Regions from separate parts of the Mus musculus genome. Here region 2 is linked to region 1. A link is a contact called in public Hi-C data. All regions are on one chromosome and are shown on one strand. The core of a region is the stretch at or near the end of the contact, and the rest is flanking DNA. Distances in the headings are between cores, read along the strand shown.

Evidence for each region. A called contact is a pair of places that touch in the nucleus more often than the background predicts.
Region 2: a Hi-C map of LSK cells shows a contact between it and region 1, with 2.3 times the contacts expected there. The contact joins the promoter of Cd93 here to the promoter of Thbd in region 1. A contact is called at or near these places in 8 of 39 promoter capture datasets (the 3T3-L1 cell line, 3T3-L1-derived adipocytes, embryonic stem cells and 3 more), 1 of 15 datasets of contacts at CTCF or cohesin (the NIH/3T3 cell line), 18 of 484 Hi-C or Micro-C datasets (B cells, the C10 cell line, the G1E-ER4 cell line and 13 more), 7 of 115 datasets of contacts at active chromatin or transcription factors (the 230-238 cell line, CD8 T cells, bone marrow-derived macrophages and 3 more) and 2 of 9 other capture datasets (adipose tissue and liver).

The regions. Positions count from the first base shown.
Region 1 is chr2:148,406,754-148,410,368 of GRCm38.p6, forward strand. It overlaps Thbd (thrombomodulin), which reads right to left and starts at 1,435. Exons shown (of 1, transcript NM_009378.3): 1 at 1-1,435. The coding sequence starts at 1,193.
Region 2 is chr2:148,442,116-148,446,127 of GRCm38.p6, forward strand. It overlaps Cd93 (CD93 antigen), which reads right to left and starts at 1,420. Exons shown (of 2, transcript NM_010740.3): 1 at 1-1,420. The coding sequence starts at 1,309.

The sequences.
Region 1 (3,615 bases), core at 185-2,684:
TCCGGCTTGGGTGCGAAGCCTGGAGCGCAGATGCATCGGTAGTCGGTGGGGCTCACTGGCTGGCACTGAAACTCGCAGTTAGATCCGAAACACGGATCCAGAAGCTCCACGCACTCTCCATCCACCAACTCATAGCCATCATAGCAGAAGCATTCGAAGCCGCCCTTGGTGTTAACACAGAGCTGGGGACATGGATTGGGCCCCTGCTTACAGTCATCCACGTCCTCACACCGGTGTCCGTCTGCAGCCAACTGGTAGCCTGTCTCACACATACAGGAGTAAGAGCCTGGCACTTCAGCGTTGCTGACACAAAAATGCTCGCAGAGTTCGTTGCACGATTGAACCACAGGTCTTGCACACGAACGTCCATCGGCCTGCAGGTCCATGTCTCTGGGGCAGAGGCATCTGGGTTCATTCGTGCTCCTATTGCACAAGTACTCACAGCCACCATTCTCCACGCTGCAATTCCAGGCTCCTGTCGCTTCCCAAGCCCAGTGTCCCTCTGAAGTTCCGGGCGGGGCCCTGCACACCAGCTCCAAGCCAAGGGGCTCCACCGCGGCGGAACTGCCTACCGGCAGCGTTTGAAAGTCCGCACCACTGACCCCGAACGGGGTGTTGTAGGTACTAGAGATGTGGGCAGCCTCAGGATCGCGAGTATTCACCGTCAGAGGCCTGCAGGAAGCTGTGAAGTAAAACTCACAGAGGAAACCCTGGGTCTCAGTCTCGCATGGCTTCTCTTCCCAGGCCGGCTCGCCGGGTGCAGCTTCAGTTGCTGTCGAGACCGTGACGCACAGAGGGCCGCAGAGTGGAGCCGTCTGGTCGTTGGGCCGCGCCCACCTGCTGTAACTGGTGTGGTTATCGCCAGTAACCCACTGGAAGCCGCGCAGGGGCCCGAGATGCACCGGGTCGTCACAGCCCTGCGGGAGCTGTAAACCGATCCAGGGCCCTAAATCCATACTGCTCTGGCTCAGCAGAAGGGAGATGACATCGGCAGCCACTGAGGAGCGCACTGTCATCAAATGTCCTTGCAGGCGCTGGCAGGCCTGGCTGGCATCGAGGAAGGTCGCGGGGCCCTGGAAAAGCGCGAAGCACTCATGCTCCACGCATTGACTGCCTGTGGGCTGCAGCTTGGCTAGTGCGGAGAGCCCCAGGCTAGCTGGAGCCAGCACACCCAGAAAGAAAATCCCAAGCATGCTGTCCAGGGGTGCACCGTGCAAGTTCCGAGAAAAGCTAGCCCTGCGCTGGTGCAGACACCCAGTCCAGGCAGAGGGGTTTCCGTATGCCTGCGGCGACAGCAGCTAGCCTCTATCACAACCTAGACGTTTCTAGCCCAGGCTCCTAGTCCCTGCGAGGCAGCCTCTAACATGCCACTCCGCTGAAGCTCCAGTTTATAAATGCGCGGCCCTCCCTCTTTGCACGTTCGGGAAAAGGAAGGAAGTGCCTGGTGGGAAGGGCTGATGCTGCGTTCTCGGATTACTGGGTTCTCCGGACGCCTTGCGCCCGCCCTCCAGCCTGGGATCACCTCTGCGCGATGAGTTAAAAAGTCTGTCTGGGCGTTGGGAGGCCCTCGGGCGTGGCCTGCAGGCGCCACCACAGAACAGAACTGTGTCAGCAAGACGACAGTTCCTGCCCCAGACTCTCCGGTATAGCCCGCGGGTAGCCTGTGTTTAAACCTCTACACACGTACACACACTCAGACGCGAACACACACACACTCACACTCACACTTCCACATAGATGCTACCAAAGTTTGGAAGATGGTCCGGTTGGTGGGGCAGGGAAAAGAAAAGTCCAGTAGAGGTGTGTCTGAGACTTGCAAGACTCTGAAAAAGGTGAGCTAAATGCAAGGCAGGAACTCAGGAAGCCTGGCTGCATTGACAATCGGAGGTTTAGGTCCCAAATGACCTTGGAGGAGGCCAGGGGAAACAATACTAGGGCAGCAAGAGGAGAGAGTGGTCTAATAACCCCAAACCCTTCTCCAGTCTCCATTCCTCTCCTGTTCTGAGCAGGCATCTCCAAGGCCAGACCCTATCTAGTTGCTTGAGAACATCGTGCAAGTTTTGTCTGGGCTCAGAGATCATGGCCCCCTTTCCCAGTTCAATTCCTGCAGAATCCTCTGGGGAAGGTGTGTTGCGTTCCTTTGTTCTGGTTTGTTTTGTTTTCCTCCAAGCCTATCTCAGACCCCTCAATGAAACTGGCCCCGGGGTGGGGAGGGGGGGAGGGGGCTTTGCAAGGAGACTGTATGAGCTACAATAGAGCCTACTTGGTTCCTTTTGACGTGATCATTTCCATCGTCATTTGAGAGTCTCAAAAGATAGAGGTGCCTACACAATCCGTTTGCTCACAAAGGGCATTGAAGAGGAGTGTCTTGTGGGCAGCTGGGAGGGGAGGAAGGGAATCTGTCACTTAAGACTTTTAGATGCTAAGCACTCACCAAGAATGTGGAGGGCTGTGTTCAAATCAAAGCTTAGCCACCTCCTCCCCACCTCTCTCATCTGCCTATTCCCCAAGCGTGCGCGTCATCACACACACACACACACACACACACACACACACACACACACACCAAGAGGACCCTGCACTCCGTGGCAGTCACTTCCACCCCACTGCCAGGAGGCGGTGCTGTTGAACTCTAGACCAATCCAAGGACAGTAGAGCATTACTTACTACAACTGCTACGGAGCAGCTCAGACTGCCTGGAGCAAAGCTGAAGGTTAGGAAATTCGTCTGTGGGAAGCCTCGCGAAGTTCCCATGGCTTACAAATGAATAGCTTCTCTGGTTCAGTACAGCTCGGACTTTAGATGAGAACAGAAGGCTGCGGTGTCCTCACGTGGAGAAAAACATTCACAGAGGGACGCGTGGCCAAGAGGGTGAAATGAGGCAGGCAGATTTCTGAGTTCGAGGCCAGCCTGGTCTACAAAGTGAGCTCCAGGACAGCCAGGGCTATACAGAGAAACCCTGTCTCAAAAAAACCAAAAAAAAAAAAAAAAAAAAAAAAAAAAAAAAAAAAAAAAGAGGGTGAAATGAAAGCACTGAAATTGTAAAAAGAAGCAGGTGGAACATCCTCCATCTGCTTGCCCATGTGGGACTCTGTCTCTGTCAAGCCAGAGCTGGGACCTGTAGAGTCCACCACCCCCTTGACTGACGTTGTCTTTATTGGGTCAAAGCTGCCTCAGCTCTCCAGGAAAGAAAACTCCAGAGGGAATGGGAATAAATATAGCAATGCCTGGGTCCTAGGAAAGAGAGAAGAATGACTAGGGGTTGGACAAGGGGATAGCCTCTAGAGAAGGGGGCAGCTTTCTTATGTGGGATGGGACCTCCAGGGGCACTGTTCCAGAGTAGGGGCATCCCCTAGGTAGAAGACAACAGGGCATGGACCAGAGGCACTGTCTGCAGAGTGTGAACTGGTGGGATTATTCAGTGCTGTGAGAGCATGGAATTAAATGGTGGTTACCCTCCTGAGTGGGGACTTTTCAATACGACAACTGCCTTAATTAGGGTTTCTGTGGCTGTGAGAAAACACCATGACCAAACGCAACTTGAGGAGAGAGCAGTTTGTTTCATCTTCCTGCTTAAGGTTCATTGTCCAGAGGAGTCAGGGCGTGAACCTAAGG
Region 2 (4,012 bases), core at 170-2,669, 35 kb after region 1:
CACATGGATTGCCCCTTGCGTCCGAACACTCATCTATATCCTCACACTGGGTACTGTCTTCCCCAGACACAATATAGCCCTCTTTACAGGAGCAGTAGAAAGAGCCATCAGTGTTGATGCAGCCTTGGGCACAGGGCGAGTTGGCAGCTGCACACTCATCCACATCTTCACAGGCCTCTTCCTTGGGGCCACTGGGTTGGTAACCAACCCAACATTCACAGTGGAAGCTCCCTAGAGTGTTGACACAATCCTGGGCACAGGGGGAGTCCTGGCACTCATCTATATCCACACAGTGCACTTGGCTAGAGTCCAGCTGGTAGCCGCTGGGACAACGGCAAGTGTAGTTTTCACTGAGTGGTACAGAATGGCACATGCCACCTCCTGTGCATGGGTTTGAGCTGCAGGGGTTCCTGGAGGCACAAGTTACTAGATCATCCAGCAGTCGAAATCCAGGCCGGCAGCCGCAGCGGAAGGAGCCATCGCCACCTTCGAAGCAATCCTGCTGGCAGCCCCCGTTGTTGAAACTGCAACCAAACTTGGGGCTGACACAGAGTGGGCCTGAGCTGCCCCAGTGAAATATTCCTGGAGTCTTTTCATTGCATAGGAAATAGTGGGTTTCACTCTTAGCTTCATCCCCACAAGCTACATTGGCTACAGAGGCAAAAGGCACAGCCTCCAGAGAGGAGGTAGTGGCCTGGAAAGGGGTGGTATAGGTCACCCGCCCTGGACCACCCAGCGCCAGTGGCCTACACATGCCTTTGAAGTTGAACTTGCACAGGAAACCTTCAATGCTGTTACCTGGAGCTTCGGGGGTCCCACAGGGACTCTCATGCCACTTGGGCAGATGGCTGGGGTGAGGTGTCAAGGACAGGTCCAGTATGAGGGACACACAGCGTTTAAAGATACAGGAGCTCTTGCTGGCTTTGTACCAGTTTGAATAAGCTGTGTCCTCTCCACCACCCACCCAGCTGAAGCCCCTCATTGGCAAATCATGGTACGTACAGTTGCCCTTCTCTCGCTGGAGCCCGATCCAGAATTTGCCCATCTTTGCTTCCAAGGGTGCCTTGGTCTTCAGGAGCTGAGTCAGGGCTTGCTGAACATGCCGGGCCTCCTCCTCACTCTTCACGGTGGCAAGATTGCCTCCATTCTCATTGCAGCGATGCTGGGCTTCAGCGGCACTCAGCTTGCCCCAATGGGCTGTATAGCAGGCAGTCCCCTCGCACACCACAGCCTGTGAATCAGCAGCAGCCCCTGCCCAGGGCTGGCCAAGGAGCCCCAGCAGCAGGAACAAACCAGTTGAGATGGCCATTCTTCTGTGTCTCCTTCTGGGAGGGGCTAGACTCCCCTGCGGTGACAGCAGCAGCCGGTGGAACCTGGACCTTGACACCAGGCTGTGCTCTGAAGGGAGCAGAGGCGCACTGCTGCTTTCACACTACCACAGCTCTGGCATTGAGAAGGTTACAAAGACTCGCTTTTCACGTCCTCCTGACCCAGGGCGCATCCTGTGCTCTCCTACTTCTTATTTCTCACCGGATGCTGGGGTTTCCTGCCATGAATAGCCTTCTGACTCCTGTTGCCTTCATCACGGTTTTGTTGTTCAGAGGGCAGTCTCTGGCTCAGAGCTGTGGAAACACAGAGGATCCAAGAGATATGGCTGCTTTATTTTGAGTCCGTTCACTTTCCCATACCACAAAGAGCCCCAGTGGCATGCTGTCCAGTGAGCAGAGACTTTGGGGGGTGGGAGGGTAGAGACTTGAAAAGTATCATCCAAGTAACCCATGATAAAATTCCACTTCAGATTGCAAACCACCAGAAGGGAAAGAAAAATATGTGACGCTTGAGACACAAGGGCATGGAAAGATTATAGTTTTCGGCCTTTTTTAGAAGCAAACTGGATCTGCTTTTTTTTCCTATCTTGTACCCTGTCTCTGTTTTTGGAGTCGTTTTTTTCTTTTATTCTTCCCATCATGAACTTTAAATAGACAGGAAGCTTTTAAATAGGATTTTGGCTGTGGGAATTTCTGGGTTTCCAACAATGTCAATCTCCATGAGAATATATATATTTTTTAAAAAGGTGAAAATAGTTTTCAGGGTTTCCTAGTGCACTATAAATGAAGTGTCAGGGTCCCCAAAAGATCAGAAAGATGGGAAAATGAACCTGGCCTGCCTTGTCATATTCCCTAACCCAAGGCTTAGGCGGAGTTCAAAGGCACAGGAGCACAATCAGAGGCTGCAGCTCAAAATCACGATGTAAGAATCAACACCCGGGCAGGCGTTACAGCTCACAGCACCTGGGCCAAGGCCTGTCTCAATCAAAGCTAGCCACTGGAAGGTGGAAACTACGTTTAACTGCCCCTGTCCCCAACCACCACCATATTCTACTTGACCCCAGCTAGACTCAGAGTCTAACACTTTGGAGAAAGTGTTAGATTAAGAGATAAAGGAAAGTAGTAACAGAATGAGGCCACACAAGTGTGCTAATGAGCCCAGCCTCCTAAGATAGGTTAAAAGCCACTTCACAGAGTCATCCCAGTGGAGGCAGGATCCAGCTGAGGCAGGATTCTGGGCAGATCTTGAGCACTCACTCCTCTATTGCTGGCAGCTGGCTACACTGTTCTCTCACTTGCTTTTGAGGTCACTTTGCAATTTCTAGTCTTGGCCTGCCAGATCATATGCCCCTTCCAGAGGCAGGGCTTGACACGGGCAAATGTCCTGATAGATTTTTTGGGGTGGGGTGGGGGGGTGTTTTGTTTTGTTTTGTTTTCTTTATTAGATGCAATTTCTTCTTCCCAAGATGCCCACGGTTGTGAGTGTGGTCGTGACTTGCAAGAGGAAGCAACCCAAAAGAACATGTGAATTAAGAGATTTGTGTTACCACAGATCTCAATGTTAGTGGGAAGTGGGGAACTATGGCAACACTGAAAGGGAGAGGGAGGGGAGAGAAATAAGGAGAGGGAAGGACAGAGAGAAGATAGGGGGAGACTAGGGAGGAAGGGGGGAGAAGGATGGAGAGAGGAAGAGAGGATATCAAAGCTTTTATTGGGGTTCAGGATATTGTCTAGGCAGGTTTTTAGGGGAATGCTATCTGGAGTTCAGAACTAACAAGACCTGATTCCCAAGAATTCACTCAAACCTTTTCTCAGGTGTCCATAGCATTCCATCCACCTCATCATCCACTTAGCTACTCAGCCATGCACTAATCCATCCATCTACTCAGCCATCTACCAGTCTAATAACTTTTCATATTGGATACCAGGCTAAACACTAATTACAGGGAGGTATTCTTACCTTCATGATTTCAAAAAGTGACAAATGTGAACAATTCAGTATTGATTCACTTCATTGAAGGCAACATAAGGCAAAGCAAGGGGTGGCAGAAAAGACCATTATCAGAATCCGAAGCTGGTAGTGGGAAGTAGGCAGTACGGAAGGGAATAAAAAGGGCAACGGAGTTAGACTCTGAGGCAGTGGTTCTTTACCTTCCTAATGCTGTGACCCCTTAATACACTTCCTCATGCTGCAGTGACCACCCCCCCCACCATAAAATTATTTTCATTACTACCTTTTAACTGTAATTTTGCAACTGTTATGAATTATAATGTAAATATGTGACATTCAGGATATATGATATGTGGCTCCTGTGAGTCACTTAACTCCTGAAAGGGTCGCAACCACAGATTAAGAAACAATGTTCTAAGGGGAAGATATCTAAGAATGGGGCACATGTGGGAAAGAATATACACCATGGCCTTGTGGACAAGGGGTTGGTTGCACTGAGCCTAGAGCCTGAGGCATGGGAGGCAGGATACAGAAGACAGTAGAGCCCCAGGACATGAAATGATTTGGGATTTTCTTTGGAATCCTTTGGGGAAAACTGAAGAGATAACATAAGAACTTTTTGTAGACACTGAGAAGTGGAGTTAGGTGATGGTCAGCATGCAAACTTGGGCTTCCAGGACCAGAAAAGAATGTGGGGACTGTTCCAGAACAATCCCAAGCCTGGCGAGACTTA